Regions from separate parts of the Mus musculus genome. Here region 2 is linked to region 1. Evidence: chromatin contacts called from public HiChIP or PLAC-seq data. All regions are on one chromosome and are shown on one strand. Each heading gives the region's core, a stretch centred on a gene start, on an enhancer-like site or on the middle of the called end of the contact. The rest is flanking DNA. Distances are from core to core; before and after follow the strand shown.

The links. HiChIP or PLAC-seq counts read pairs in DNA pulled down with a chosen protein or histone mark.
Region 2: an H3K27ac HiChIP or PLAC-seq map of T-cell acute lymphoblastic leukemia shows a contact between it and region 1, with 10 times the contacts expected there. The contact joins two enhancer-like sites. A contact is called at or near these places in 2 of 115 datasets of contacts at active chromatin or transcription factors (T-cell acute lymphoblastic leukemia and embryonic stem cells) and 3 of 9 other capture datasets (adipose tissue, liver and pancreatic islet).

Annotation. Positions count from the first base shown.
Region 1 is chr17:30,840,776-30,843,768 of GRCm38.p6, forward strand. The region is part of intron 88 of Dnah8 (dynein, axonemal, heavy chain 8); the gene reads left to right. Among named protein-coding and RNA genes, the nearest start is that of Gm41561, 16 kb to the right of the region's middle. Within about 2 kb of position 1,501, at least 31 of the 459 cell types and tissues checked have an H3K27ac peak or open chromatin away from gene starts, as enhancers often do. A contact at or near this core is called in T-cell acute lymphoblastic leukemia, where this site is marked.
Region 2 is chr17:31,010,176-31,013,168 of GRCm38.p6, forward strand. It overlaps Umodl1 (uromodulin-like 1), which reads left to right. Exons shown (of 22, transcript NM_177465.4): 22 at 1-535. Among named protein-coding and RNA genes, the nearest start is that of Abcg1, 46 kb to the right of the region's middle. Within about 2 kb of position 1,551, at least 34 of the 459 cell types and tissues checked have an H3K27ac peak or open chromatin away from gene starts, as enhancers often do. A contact at or near this core is called in T-cell acute lymphoblastic leukemia, where this site is marked.

The sequences.
Region 1 (2,993 bases), core at 251-2,750:
TTCTTTCTTTCTTTCTTTCTTTGTTTCTTTCTTTGTTTCTTTCTTTCTTTGTTTCTTTCTCTCTCTCTCTCTCTCTCTCTCTCTCTCTTTCTTTCTTTCCTTTTTTTTTTTTTTTAATTTGAAGGTGTCATTTGTAACTCAAGCCTGGCAAAGACTATGCATTTCATTTTCTCCCCTAATCTCTCTCCTTTCCTTTCTTTTTATTTTCCTGTGAAAAAGAGTGTTCCTTCCTGTCTCCCAATTACAACTCCGTGACAACTCGGCCGGCCCTCCACTCACTAAATCCCCAGGGCCTGGCATTTATGACAACACAAAGGCTGTAATTTATGCCTTGATTACTTCTCTGTCCTGTCATAAAACCAGTTATGTTTTTACATTAATTGATGTTCTCCATTGATGGTCATATTCTGGCTCCTCATCTCTTTCTCCAAGTATCCATTAAAATTACGACCCTTGGGAGCAGAGAGATGACTCAGTGGTTAAGAGCACGTGCTGCTCTTGTAGAGGACCCAGGTTCAGTTCGCAGCACCCATGCCTGTGGCTCACAACCACCTTTAACTCCAGCTGCAGGGGATCTGACGCCCTCTTCTGGCCTCCTTGGGCAGGTGCACTCATGTGTACACACCCACCCATGTGCACACATAATTAAGAACATCTAGATATCTATTATAATGTGTGATCTATAGCATAAGCAAGGTCTGCAAGGGCAGAGCACATATGGTCAGAGTCCTGTCTCTTACAATGGATCATCTCTTCCCGTGCTTGCTTGCCTACAACCTTATAGCCATGAGTCCCTCATGGTCATGTACCCCTCAGCACCATGTGAGGTCCCCGATCCCACAAAGGCACAGAAACACCCACCAATCCTTAGCTCTCCATGTAGCCACCTTCCAGATGAAGTTTATCTTTGGAGAACCCTCCGCTAAAAAGGATCACCCCTTTCCAACTGCCAACTCAGTTAGCCACAGCTGAGTCGCTCCACTGCAAGGTGTCACCTTTGCCGTCCATACCTAGCTAGGAGGAGGGGCATGTCTGTCTCTCTCCCAGCCCTTCAGCCATGGCTATAATTTTAATAACTCTATCATCAAGCATGGGTGGGTACTGCCCAGTTCTAGTACTCTGGTCTGTTCTTATGGACAAGCGTATTTGGTCTTCTGACCCAGACAAAGCATGTCCTGCGTGTGACACGAGACTTTGTGATTACACTGGGTTCCTCTCCTCTGTGTCCTCTAATCCGGCCCACAGCACTTTTCACTTGGAGAGAGGCCATCCCAAGCCTCAAGTGGTTCGTGCTCCTTACAGACCCTGGGACGGAACACACGGTAGCTCTTCGCTGTCGCCTCCGGGCCACTGCTTTGAGAGGCTCCATTCAGTGAGCTGAAATGCACAATTAGGGGGTGAAACAATAATTTTTTAAAAATGCACTGGGGATCATCTTGAGAACAAACAGTTTGGGGAGGGCAGGAGGAAGTGGTTTCGCTTGAGTTAAGGCTGTTAAAATGTGGGTTAGACTCCATAGTTCCTCTGATCAGAAGCCTCCCGAGGTCCTTGCATTACCTCGAGTCAAGGTCAAAGGTATCCTACATACATATAATCCAGACCTCCAGTCCTGCCTCCATCCTCCCCTCTCACATCCCTCCCTCCAGCTAGCTCTCCATATCTTCCTATTACTTAGACCACAGGACTCCGCGATTGCACTTCCTGGAACATGCCCTGACCCTGAAATACCACTGTGGTTTCTTTCTTACCTCTTCCAGCCCTTGCTTAGGGGTCACTCACCCTAAGTACAGATGTTGATCTGTTTCAAGCCTCACCTCAAACCCTAACCCCGTGACGTAACTTTTCTTGTATCTGCCACAGACACACTCTGCTTTTATTATTTACTTGCTTTTATTGATCAGCCACCAGTTAAAATGTAAACTCCATTGCATCCAGAACCTGTATCCGATCTCACTGCTGTACCTTGGTGCCCAGGAGACTTTGTTGGCTGAATCAGCAATGCTAAGTCCTCCCAGACTCTAATGAGTCTGACCAGCGGGACTGATGCATAGAATGTGATGGTTTCCCCTGGGTAGGAAGAAAAGCAGCAGACAGAACTCTGTGCAATTATTAACTATGTAATAAAAGATGTTGCTGTGCGGCTGGAGAGGCTGGATAGGTATCTGATAAATACCTTCCTAGCATGCACAAATTTCTGGGTTCAATCCCCAGTATTGGGAAAACGATTTTTTTAGGCAGGGCTTCATTCATTTCTGGCTGAGCCTGAACTTGCTCTGTAGGCTTACAAATTACGGGGTCCTTTTACCTCCATCTCCTGAGGGTTGGGATTACAGCCATGTACCACCATGTTCCAGCCAGTGATGGACTACGTTCTGGGATTGCAAGCCCTTTCCTCCCTTAAGTGGCTTCTGGCCAGGGTGTTTGTTTTATCATAGCAACAGAAATGAAACCCGTGAAGATAGTCTTTCTTACTTTGAGTTTTTCTATACCTAAGTGTTATCGACATAGACTTGTCCACTCTTCTCCAATAGCAATTTGAGTCCCCTTTTAAGTATACATATATATATGTGTGTGTGTGTGTGTGTGTGTATACACACACACACACACACACACACACACACACACGATTCCCATCTTTTATCTGTGACCTATGTTGCAGGATTTGTGTCCTGTTTCCTTCTTTGGTTTTGCCTCTGCTTTTGAAGGTAGAAGTGTTGCTTGCCATTTGGCCTCTCTCCAAAAGGAATGTTCTAGTCAAAATAATCTTTCAGGCATCTGTGGACAGCCACGTTGCTACCATGAGTCGCTGCATCCGAGAGAAACCATAGGGGCCACAGACATCAACACAGGTGAATGCCAGACAAGTCAGGGGTCCTCTTTAATGAGACCCAGCTCAGCACATCCTTAGTCACTGATGGGCAAAGCACACGGTGGCAAAGCACCAGACTAATTTTCCTATATGAATTCTCTCAGGTAACTCAAGCTTCCAAATG
Region 2 (2,993 bases), core at 301-2,800, 170 kb after region 1:
TTTCCATGAACAAACACTAACTCAGCTCTCCTTATCAGCATGAGTCTCATAGTTGCCTGGCAGTGACTCAGGACAACCTAGGTGAAACCGGAACGCTTTCTAACGAGTCGCAGTCATATGATGTGTATGTAACACCTCTTGCATGTTTCCCAGCACATCCATGGACATTTTTCATGTAATTCCATGGAGAGAAGGTGTGATTTTTTCCCCCCACTCTATCACAAGGAATCAGGGAAGAGGTGGGGGAGGTGCGTACCATGCTAACAGGTCCTCTACTTTGTTGATTTGAAAGATGGCCATTGGTTACATAGTTATCACCTGAGACAATAGTGTTCTCCCTAGGGAATATAAAAGCATAACAGGGTTGTAGCATTTAATTAATGTGCTTGCTTATGTTGAATGTGACTGTCACTTATACAGATCATCTGGGGGAAACGAGTCTTTCGATTTTTTGCATATTCTTGCGGGTAAGAATGACAACCGGGAGTCTGTGTGGCTAGCCACCTTTGAGCAATAAATTTTTCCTGGCACTGAAGTGGTTTGCCATGTTGCTTCCTCCCGTGTGGTTCAGTTCATGTAGCAGGCCATCCCTGGGCACTGATTCTTTGCCAGACACTCCAGGGAGATGCTGAGGTGGGGCTCCCCACCCCCCAACCCCACCTCTGTGTCATCTATCTCTTCTGACATCAGCCTGGCATCTTCCACTGACTATTATTGAGAAAAATAAAATCTCAGAAAACCCAGGTACTGAGCCCAAGACCAGGCAGCTCTCTCACACTTCGCCTCAGTCACACAGTCTCAATGACAGGCTGTGCCAGCTGTGAGGACAAACTTCAGGGTTCTGGAGACTCCAGTCCATAGATAGTCATGTCTCCTGTTGGTGGAGGAGGATGGCAGACATTTCCTCACAGAGCGCTCACCATGGCCTCTGGGGGGTGACTCTCACTTTATAGCTCAGGATCTGAACTTATCAGTTAGGCAAGTTTTATAAAGTATGTCAAGGAACCAGAATTAGAACCAAACCCATCCACTGTCAAATGGAACAACTGATCCATTGTAAAGTCTACCTCTACCTCCTGAGGAACAGGGTGGGGACGGGGGACCTCGTGGGTTTCAGAATATACCTGGGAAGTCCAGATGTTCCACAGAGTGGTCATCCTTTTCCTGCTGTGGTTCTGCCTGGGCCCCTGGAAGGCCTTACCTTGGCCCTGATCTTCCTGACACAGAATCTGTCTGGGTGTGAAATGAGACACAACAGAAATCGGATTGAGGTCCGGGTCTGATGGAGGAGGGTCTGTTTGTGCTAGAGGGTGTGGTGGAGGAAGGGCTGTTGGAGAAGGAAACCTGTTGGAGGTGGAGAGGCTGTTAAAAGAGGTCTGTGGGAGGTAGAAGGTCTAATGGGGGAAGATGTGATGGAGGAAAGGTCTGATAGAGGAGGGCCCCACAGAGATGAAGGTCTGATGAAAGTGTGCTCTGATGGGAGGTGGCTCTGACCCACTACCTGATCCAACCTGCAGCTCTCCAGTATTGCCACTAGATGGCGCGCTGAGCCAAGCCTGGATCCAGGGTAACATGAACCCTTGTGTTTTTGAAGCAAACAGGGCTCTGGCTTCTCTTCTTTGCTGGATTTGAGTCTCCTGCCCTTAAGCAAAGACGAATCTGAAGGTTTTCTGTAGGCACAGGGCCTTAGAGGTGACGCTAGGCTTTGAAAGTCAGTCGGCCCCCTGTAGTTCTCTTCATCACTCTGACTTACAGGAAGTGCAGGATGGCGTGTGTGGGGAAGGTGCAGCAGCAACATCCACTTCACAGCAACATCTGCTTTACTCAGACATTTTTGAGAAAACAGTCCCTTTCTTTCCCCCTCCCCTCTCCATTTAGGAGGAAAAGGTGGTTGGGGAAGATTGCTAGGGTTCTTTCATCTTTCTGTCAGGTGCACCAGGGGCGTCCAATCCAACCCTGGCCACAATGACTCTTCTTACTTAATCTGCAAAGTGAAATCGTGGCTGCTGCAAGCAGGAGCTTCCACCTCCAGGAGCCTTGGGCAGGCATGTGGGTATCAGGGCAGGAGCTGGGGCTGGAGCCTGAAATGGAAACTTAAGGGTTCTTTGAAAACTCTGTCGTGTTGGATGGTGTTTTTTTTTGTTGTTGTTGTTGCTGTTGTTTTTTGGGTTTTTTGTTGTTGTTTTTTGTTTTGCTGGGGCAAACACATGAAGGAATGTTTCGCTGAAGCAGACACAGAGGAAAGGATGTTCTGCTAAAGCAAGCACGTAAGAGGACACATGATGAAGGATTCTTTGCTAACGGCACACATGTATTGGTTCACCTTACATTGCAAAATTGAGCTGTATTTGTCGGGACTCCATAGAGAGAAATGCAGCAAAAAAAAAAAAAAAAAAAAAAAAAAAAAAAAAAAAAAAAAAAAAAAAAAAAACTTCTGGTGGTGTGCTGCGGTTTCTTGTTGCTTCCATGGACTCAGGCTGATTGGCAGAGTGATGTCAGCTAAGACAGACTCACGTACTGAGGCAAGACATAGGGAGGACCCGTGGAGACCCCGTGATGTTTGGAGGGAGCATCAAGAGATTCCAACAGACTATAATGGAGGCTGAGCTTGGCTGGCCTGTAGAGCTAGCTGGACAATGTCTGCTGGTCTCATGTCTTCTCTGATCTTCACTTCTCTGAGACGCTCAGCCAGAACTTTTCCTGGCATTCCTGTTGGCTCTGGTCCCTCCTGATGACTTGGGCAGAGACTGAGGTCTGGCTGTTTTGCTAGGTAGTGCTGTTGCCACTGCTAATTCGTGTTTGTTAACCCAACTCTACCAAACTGGACTGCTGGTGTATCCGTGAAGTGTATGCGAGTGGATCAAACTGCTGCTGCTGACCTGTGAAGTGAATACTGATTTCCTTACAATGCAGATGGGATTTGCTCCAAAGAACCATTTCTAAACAGGTCTACTCCCCCCACACACCCAATACCCTTTCTTTTCTGCTGCCTC